Linked DNA regions of Mus musculus: region 1 is linked to region 2. Evidence: chromatin contacts called from public promoter capture Hi-C data. All regions are on one chromosome and are shown on one strand. The core of a region is the stretch at or near the end of the contact, and the rest is flanking DNA. Distances in the headings are between cores, read along the strand shown. Region 1 overlaps Crtac1 (cartilage acidic protein 1). Region 2 overlaps Zfyve27 (zinc finger, FYVE domain containing 27).

Region 1 (3,874 bases), core at 1,203-3,702, 100 kb before region 2:
CACGGTCTTTCTTTTGTGTGTCTAAAAGCTGGGGTGTCCATCTATCACAGAAGCAGTCAACAGCACACTCCTGGGGCTAATGTGCTCTTACTCCACACTATTTAGAGCAACCCCAAAATCATGCCGCAAGGTCCTCGGCAGCTTCCAGACACAGGAGAAACTGGCTCTGCTGCAGCCGTGGGGTGTGCGTAGGCTCCCACTCTAAAAAACGCTTTTGTGGATCATAGCTTTAGTTTAGTATTTATCATTAGTGGCGGCGGGGAGGGGGCAGGCACTCATGCACGCAGTAGTCAGAGCACAACTCTTGTGGAGTCGGCTCTCTCTTCCACCTTTATGTGGGTCCCGGGGATTGAACTTAGGTCACTGGGCTTGCATGGCAAGTGCCTCTAACTGCCGAGCCATCTCACTGGCCTGTTTGGTAGATTCTCTTGAAATAATAAAAACTGTTAGGTGTGCCCCAGTAGTTACAGGTACTTCTTGTTTTATACTGGGGTCCCATGCCAAGGTAAGTTAAGAGATTTCAAGTTGGAAAGGCATTGAGTTGCTCAGCAAATCAAAGACATGTCCTCAGTTAGCAGCATGGCATACTGCAGTGTCAGCTGTTCCCTTTGTGACTACTACCGCTGCCCAATGTCCCAAAGGGGGACCATAATGTATATTACTGGACCAGGAAGAAATCACATTCAAGGTCCTAGGTTCAATTTCTAATTGAATATCTCTTGGGTTTCACATCTAAAAGTTACAAATGCCATCACCAATTGGGGGGCAGTCTGTAATATCCCTGACTATGGATCGCAGAAGAATGAAAAATTAGACACACAGAGATCTCTGCACTGTTATTCATAGTAGTAGTAGTATGTATGTGAGACAAAAATCAAAAACAGTGTCCGGGGTTGGTGGGCATGCCTTTAATCCCAGCACTCAGAAGGCAGAGGCAGGTGGATCTGAGTCCTAGGCCAGCCTGGTTTACAGATCAAGTTCCAGACCAGCCAGGGCTACACAGAGGAGCCCTGTGTCAAAAGACAAAACAGAAACAGAAACAATGCAGGCATCCTTTGGTTGCTGGTTACTGGCTCGTGGTTCAGCTTGCTGTGGTACACTAATGCAGCTCAGCTGTAAGAGCTGTTTGCTGAGTAAAGGGGTCTTATCTCCAAAGTCACCTTCCCAAAATGTCGAGGTCGTAGTAAGCTCCCGATAAAGAGATGCTGCCGGGTGGATGCCCATCTCTGCATCTCTGCAGTGATGGGTGTCTCACTGGCAGTGGCTATATGAATCTAAGGTGCCATCATGCCAGAACTGTCCACACACCTGTTCCCGTGGCAAAGCCCTGATTTCCATGTGATACAATCATAAAGCAAGCCATAGCCACGGGGGCAACTCTATACAAACCCCCTCTGGCCAATCTTAACTACCTGCTGTGTCTCCAGCTATTTCAAAATAAACCATTTTTTTAAAAGCCTGGAGGTTAGAGGAAGATGTGAAAATTCCACAGGGAAGCTACAGGGATTACAATTAATGGGCCAAAGACGGAGGGGTACTGGGGAAGGGGTGAGCCAAGAGTTAAAGCATTTGAGTCAAAGATTCCCAGGTGCTAACCAGATGCTTTCCCATGTGTTAGCACCTTGTGAAGTGATATGATCTTAATATAAAAAGATTAGACAACATGTTCTCTAATCGATACGTATATACCAGCATTAACGTTAGGCACGCATCGTATGTGCACAGAAAGGAAATGCAGAGAGCATAAGCAATTGCTTCGGTCTGTGTGGCTAGATCACTACAGGGACTGGCACCTGTTCTGGGCACAGTGGAGGGCACTCAGTTCTCCTGAGTACCCCTGTTGGTCATTATCTCCATCTTGCAAATGAGGAAAACATGGATCCTAATGTTAGAGGAAGACTGACCAGGAGCTGGTGATTCTCAAATGACAGAGCTGGGATTCAAACCCTAGCCTGCCTGAATTTGTATTTTCTACCATATGTTCTAGTATATGTGTGTGCATTCTGGTTTTTATTGAGAACACATAATATTTATGTAGTCTGGGAAAGAAGCAATAAATATTTAGGGGACCCAGGGCCTGGTTATATGAGCATGTCCCTGGGCTATCGCGCTTGGATGGGTTAGCCTGAGCCTGGGGCATCTGTCACTCCTAAGGCAGCCATTTGCTGTGCTGGCCCTAAAGGTACAAGCTGATTTTTAGACATGGAGTCCTCCCTCTTGCAAACTAGCAGTAGCTGACACCTACGGAGTGTTTCGCATGTGCAGGGCTTTGCCTAAATTTTTCATCAACTCTCTTGGGAATTTGACGAATTATGAGCCATAGTCCGTTACTTTACAGAGCAGAAATCTGAGGTTAATGCTAAATGCACTGACCCAGTTCACAGCTGCTGAGGATAGGAAAAGGCTGGCTTTGGACTCCTCCTTAGACACTGAGTTGTGAGCTCTGTGGCTCCGCCTCCTGTGTCTTCTCCGCCCCTTTCTTCCCGACATGTATATCTCCTCAGCCTTTGGGTATCCCAGAAGGCCATTCAAGCATCAAGGTGGCTGTTGTCTCAAGGTGGGATGTTTATCAAGCTAGATGTCAGCCCTGCTCCACTGGACAGAAAAAGAAATCGAGGCTCCCAGAGTAAACCAGCAGAGAGACAGGGCCTGAGCTGAGACTGTCTGACCTCACATCCTATAGACAGTCTTTGGTATTTTGAGATGTGTATTAGAGACCTCCCTGGGTCCTTTCTCTGTCTAGAATCTGTCATCACCATTGGAGCCTGCTTCCTTGACTGGACAGCTCACAGGATCATTTGGTGAGATCCAGGGTGCTCAGGAGTCATCTACCACCCAGGCTACATAAACTACATCTGACTAGGGGCCCCTCCTGATGCCAGCCCTCATGACTGTGCAAAGAAGGGATTTGCTGTTGGTTTAAACCAAACTGCCGCAAGGGTCCCACACCCTACCCCTACCAGGCTCCTCCTTTGTAGGGCTCCATTCCCAGCAGGACCCTAAAAGGAGGCCTACTCTTTGGAACAGACCCTTGTTAGTTGCCTAAGATGGGTCTCAGGCATTAGAGCAGCCTCCGGGATCATTACAGAAGCCTGAACAGTGAGTGAGACAGGCCAGCTCCATCCCTGCCTTTCAGGGCCCCTTAGGATTCCAACAGGTTCTTTATGGGCCAAGCATAGAGTTGTCCTTGCTGAATGATGGGAAAGGCAGCAGTAGGGCAGAGCAGGCAGGGAGAGAGACGGTGGGGGAACCAGGTAGTGGTAGTGGTAGAGGAAAAGGAACAAGAGAAGAGAATAGGGCAGAAGCAGAAAGAAAGAGAGGCAGAGACATGGGGAAGAGAGGCCGGAAGAAACGCTCCAGTCTGCTGGGTAAACCCTGGAAATCTCATGTAAGGCTGTCATGCAAAGCTAACTCCGATGCACCCGGTGCTGACTTGGAGTTTGAGAGTGTGGGAGTTTTGTGAGTCAAATCAGCCCTGCTCTGGACAGCTTTGCCAAGGAGAAGACTGGATGGGGGAGGGGGTGGCTAGCAAGATGGTAGGAACTAAGAAGGCAGGGGCAGGGCTGAGAGCGTCCCAGAGGCCAGGCTAGCTTGAGCCCAGGCCCAGTGGTGGGAATATTCAGTTGGGGCGATAGGAGCAGAGTCTGGAAAGTGGGAGCTGGGCCAAGCTCCCTCCCTGGGGTCTCCAGGGGAGGCTTGGAAAGGCTGTGGTAGACAGTGGGTGTCCTGTCATATCCAGGAACGCCAAGGCAGCACTGTGGTGAGAGTCACTGTGCAGGGGCAGCATCCCCCACAACACTCGTTCTCAGAGGCCTCTTAAAATTTTTCTCTTGATTGTGAGAACAATGTGTATTGATTATAGGGAAATGAGACA
Region 2 (4,388 bases), core at 1,093-3,592:
AGCCCCAGGGGCTACAGAAAACACCCCAAAATCATCACCTATTCCAGGTCTGCCAAGACCTTCTGAAGACATCCACATACTAGACCACAAAAGACTCAACAGACCTGAGCCCAAGTCAGGCTAGATGCCAGAGTTCCAAACCTGCCCTGCCACATGCCAGGACTCTAACACAACCTGGCTCTCTGTCTCTGTTCCTGGGTACCAGCAAATTGGAAGGTGTATTTTGACACAGACATCCAATTCTACAACGTGCAAGCTGTCTATCATTCCACATTGAGATCTCTGTACCACAGGCTCCATGGTGACACCATCACCAACCTTGCTGAACCCTGTTAGCTCTGCTCTCTTAAGAGGAACCTGCATCTGAAGACAGCCTCCCCACCTGTTCTCACAGGGACCTCCAGGAAACAAAAAAGGCAAGCCCCCTGTCTCACATCTGTGACTACAGCCAGCCTTTTTCAGCAGTGACAGTCACCTTTTGCTTTGTTTTGTTTTTCGGTTTTTCAAGACAGGGTTTCTCTGTAGCCCTGGCTGTCCTGGAACTCACTTTGTAGACCAGGCTGACCTTGAACTCAGAAATCCGCCTGCCTCTGCCTCCCAAATCCTGGGATTAAAGGCATGCGCTACCACGCCCGGCTACACAGTCACCTTTCAATAAGATGGCCTGATACCTTAAAAAAAAAAAAAAAAAAAAAAAGTTAAAATCATTCTTTGTTGAAGGAGGTGGTGGAAGAAGAGGAGGGAGAGGAGGAAGAGGAGGCAGCAGTGGCTTTTGCTATAAGGACACAGGACAGATGTGCATTCTTTCTAAAGGCTACAGGATGATAGCACATGGGTCCTTGGTAGGTGGGGCTGAGCTCAGAGCTGGCTCACAGTGCTGCTGCTGTGCACTGCCGGCCTTACCATGTGGAAAACAGAGCCTACCTCATGAGCTTGGTGCCAGCGCTAACATAATGTGTGCAGTGCCCAGCTCCAGCCTAGCCTGATCACAGGGCCAACTTGCACCTCACCCCACCAGAAACCTGCTTACCAGCTCTCAGCCTCCTGCAGCGCTGGCCTTTCTGTCTTTCCCAGAGGATTAGCTAAAACCTTTCCATTCTGAAGCCTGCATTATTTATAGTTAAGTTCTGGTCCCAACCTCAATCCAAGACCGTGGGTCTGGTCACAAGATAAAGCCCACCCCTCCTGTTGATAAGGCACAGCTTTCCACTGGGCCTGGCTGGCTCACGAATTGCCACAGGAGGTGTGCAAAGCCCACCTACAGCCCACCCTGGGCAACATGAAAGACCTGAACAGCACTAGGAGACCTGACAAAACCATAAGCATGGGGCCTTTTATTGACAATTCTCCACAGCGTTCCTGTCTACTGCTCTACAGTATAAATACGCAGAGGTGAGCATCTCTCACCAGGACAAAGGAGTACACCTCACCTGCTTGGTCCCCACTGCCAAACCCTCAGTGCTCTACTGCTGTGTGTGTGTGGCCTATCAGCAAGGAGGACCTCAAATGGTTCAGGTGTGGGCACCACACCCATGACTGGGCAGCAGAAACAGTTCCTGAAGATCAGCTCCAAGGGCAGTCCATGACTGCAGAAGGGTCTCAGGCAGAAGCCCCTTGTCTTCTTCATCCTACCCTGTGCTGCGTGCTCTCAGGAACCATGAAATAAATAAATAAATACTCTGAAAAAGCTCCAGGGGAAGGGGCCTGAGCCAGCTCATGGCTTAAGAAGAGGCACAGCACCCTTGGCAGGTCAGAGGGAACATAAAACTGGCCATGTGACTGACCCTATCCTACAATGCTATCTCTACTCCAGGAACAGCCCTGAAATCCGGGCAGTCCTACACGTCCCTGGACCTCAAAGGCTTGCAGTCTCTCTGCTCCACTCACCTGGCCGCATGTTCCATGAGATAAGGGCTAGAGATATGTGGCAGTGGGAGAAAGGTGGGGTGCCCTAGACTCAGAGCAGGATGGAAGAGTGATGTGAGGGTCCTGTAGCCACCCCAGCAGGGCTGAGGACACCAGAGAACCATGGGAGTTAAGATTCTGTAAGCAGAGCTTCCCCATCCTGCCATCCACTTGACACTGAAGGACTTGAGCAGCACCCTCACCTTCCCTCTCCTTGGGACACCTGGGAACGCCAGTCCTGAGGCTATTCAAAAGGCAAAGGCAGGCCATGGAGCTCTAAGTCCCCTCGCAGGCTCTCTGGGGCTGAGAGACTGACAAGTACCCAACAGGGAAGAACCTCTTTTCCAACCTCAAGTCTCTTGGATCCTAAGGTCTAGCCAGCCTGACCTTGACGACCAGAGCCCAGATGAGAGCAGGCTGTGCTCAATTCTGCCCTCTGGTGGACACTCCCTCGCTAGCCCTGAGTTAACAGGGTATAGGATAGAGCAGAACCAAGAGCCGGGACCCCAGGGGCTCCTCTCCCCCTGGGCCTTAGAGCATCACCAGCCCAGCTGGAGGCAGCAGGGGAAGGGCAGGAAGGACCTAGCTGTCAGGCTACGTTTGCCCAGCACAGGCCTCAGAGGCCCAGAGTTGGGACAGTAGGGTCACTGCTGGCCCCAGGACAGTTGGAGCCTGGCTTCTCTTCTCATTTGCTCAGGGTCTGATTGCAGGAGGCGCACACACACACAGTCTCTCTCTGGGCTTCAGGAGCTGGAAAGAAAGAAAAACTCAGTGAGACAGTTCTTTGTACCCTTTAGGCTCAAGGTGCCAAGTACTGAATTAGCCTCCCCAGTCCTGAGACAGACCACCCACGGCCCGGCCCACACCCTCCCTGACCCAGCTCCCTCCCTCAGACACGCTGGGGCACTGTGGCTCTGACGCCAACAGCAGGCCTCTCCCAGGTGTTCTATGCATTGGAAATTCTTCTGGCATCAACAAAATAAAATACCAGAGGAAATTTTCCCTAAACGTTTTAACAGTGGTTAAAAAATCTCTGGGTGGTAAGATTACAGGATCATTTTTCTCTTCCTTTCTTCTTTATAATAACCTCAAAACTTTATAGTTAACAAGCATGTGCTACTTGTAAGATTGGCAAAAAGCCTTGCCCCACACTGCAGCACATCACAGGGCAGGAAGTAAGATATCACCGCAGTTGTCAAGAGCACAAATACACATCCACGCTCCTGTATGTGCACGCTCATGCTTCCTACATGTGCACATCCATGCTCCCTTCTGCCTGTCAGGAACACAGGGGCAGGGGAGGACTTCCTTTTGCTCATCTACAGGTTTCATTTACAACAAACATACACAGCATTTAGGAAAGGAAGAGAAATTCCTTTGATTCTGTTAAAAGTGGACCTGGGGTAATGAAATAAGATTCAACCAGGTGGTCTCCTCTGGGAGGAAAGAGGAGTCTCGGGAGCTGTCTTGCTCTATGCAGGGCAGCCTCAGTCCTTCCCACAGGCCGCCTCTCTGGCCTCCTCGCTCACCTGTGGCTCCCATAGAGGACCTGGGCACCTTGAAGGAGCAACACCGCGAGCAGAAGCTGTTCCCACAGTTGCTGCAGCTCCGCTGTAGACGGGAACAACAGTGTCAGATGGAGCCCACCCTCAGGCACCTGACACCCCAGTGCTCCCTCCAATTTTATACAACAGAAGAGGGGCCTCAGTGGGTGGGATGAGACAGGACAAAACAGCCAACAGAAGGCTGATAAGGGTGTGGGCCTTAGCAAACAGAGGGCACTGGTCCTATGACTCGAATGAGGGCTTAGACTCCATTGCTGACTCTCCTCAAGTCGTGCATCAGCCCCAGTCACAGCACACTGCCCCGGCAAACAGCAGCAGACTCACCCTCTTCTTCAGCACGGAGAACGTAGCGGCACAGCCTGCACAATTCCCTGAGAGACAAAGGCAGCAGCTGAGCTACGATCCAACCCAGGCCGCTCAACCCAAATTGTTCCTGACTCTAACTGGGCCACTCAGGACCCAGCCAGGCACAGCCCAGCATCTTAGCTGGGTGCAGAGAGCAATATGTGTATTTAAAATAAGTAAAGGTGCCAGCTCCTCAGAGCAGCTTTCACCAAGCTACACACAGCTTGAGTCCTTGCACGCTCCCAACACCAAGTGCCACACACACTCACAAGCTTGGCAGATTATCAAAGAACAACCAGAGAATCTCCCCCCTGAAATCTAGCCAAGCCAACATGGACCTGAACCCCAGCATCCTCAATGAAGCCTACTAGATGTGACCTTTTCATAATGTCTCCTTCCAAACATCTGTCCACAGTGAGGGACAGATACGCCTCCAAGAAACACAAACTCCTTTCTGTCATCAGAAGATCCCAAGAGAAAGCTTGAAACAGGGCACCTTCCAACATGACATGAAGGGCAGGGTCTCAAGCACTGGTGGCAAGCAGCAACACAAGCCTTCCAAAGCCACAAGTA

Evidence for each region. Promoter capture Hi-C pulls out the DNA fragments that hold promoters and counts their contacts.
Region 1: a promoter capture Hi-C map of epiblast stem cells shows a contact between it and region 2, with 2.6 times the contacts expected there. The contact joins two enhancer-like sites. A contact is called at or near these places in 13 of 39 promoter capture datasets (the C10 cell line, HPC-7-derived erythroid cells, embryonic stem cells and 6 more), 4 of 484 Hi-C or Micro-C datasets (embryonic fibroblasts, embryonic stem cells and myeloid progenitors), 7 of 115 datasets of contacts at active chromatin or transcription factors (acute myeloid leukemia and embryonic stem cells) and 2 of 9 other capture datasets (liver and pancreatic islet).

The regions. Positions count from the first base shown.
Region 1 is chr19:42,293,024-42,296,897 of GRCm38.p6, reverse strand. The region is part of intron 11 of Crtac1 (cartilage acidic protein 1); the gene reads left to right. All of the region lies in intron 1 of Gm34347 (a long non-coding RNA gene), which reads right to left. Among named protein-coding and RNA genes, the nearest start is that of Mir3085, 15 kb to the right of the region's middle. Within about 2 kb of position 2,452, at least 14 of the 459 cell types and tissues checked have an H3K27ac peak or open chromatin away from gene starts, as enhancers often do. A contact at or near this core is called in epiblast stem cells, where this site is marked.
Region 2 is chr19:42,188,650-42,193,037 of GRCm38.p6, reverse strand. It overlaps Zfyve27 (zinc finger, FYVE domain containing 27), which reads right to left. Exons shown (of 13, transcript NM_177319.3): 11 at 3,795-3,841; 12 at 3,435-3,516; 13 at 1-2,655. The coding sequence ends at 2,591. Among named protein-coding and RNA genes, the nearest start is that of Sfrp5, 11 kb to the left of the region's middle. Within about 2 kb of position 2,342, at least 43 of the 459 cell types and tissues checked have an H3K27ac peak or open chromatin away from gene starts, as enhancers often do. A contact at or near this core is called in epiblast stem cells, where this site is marked.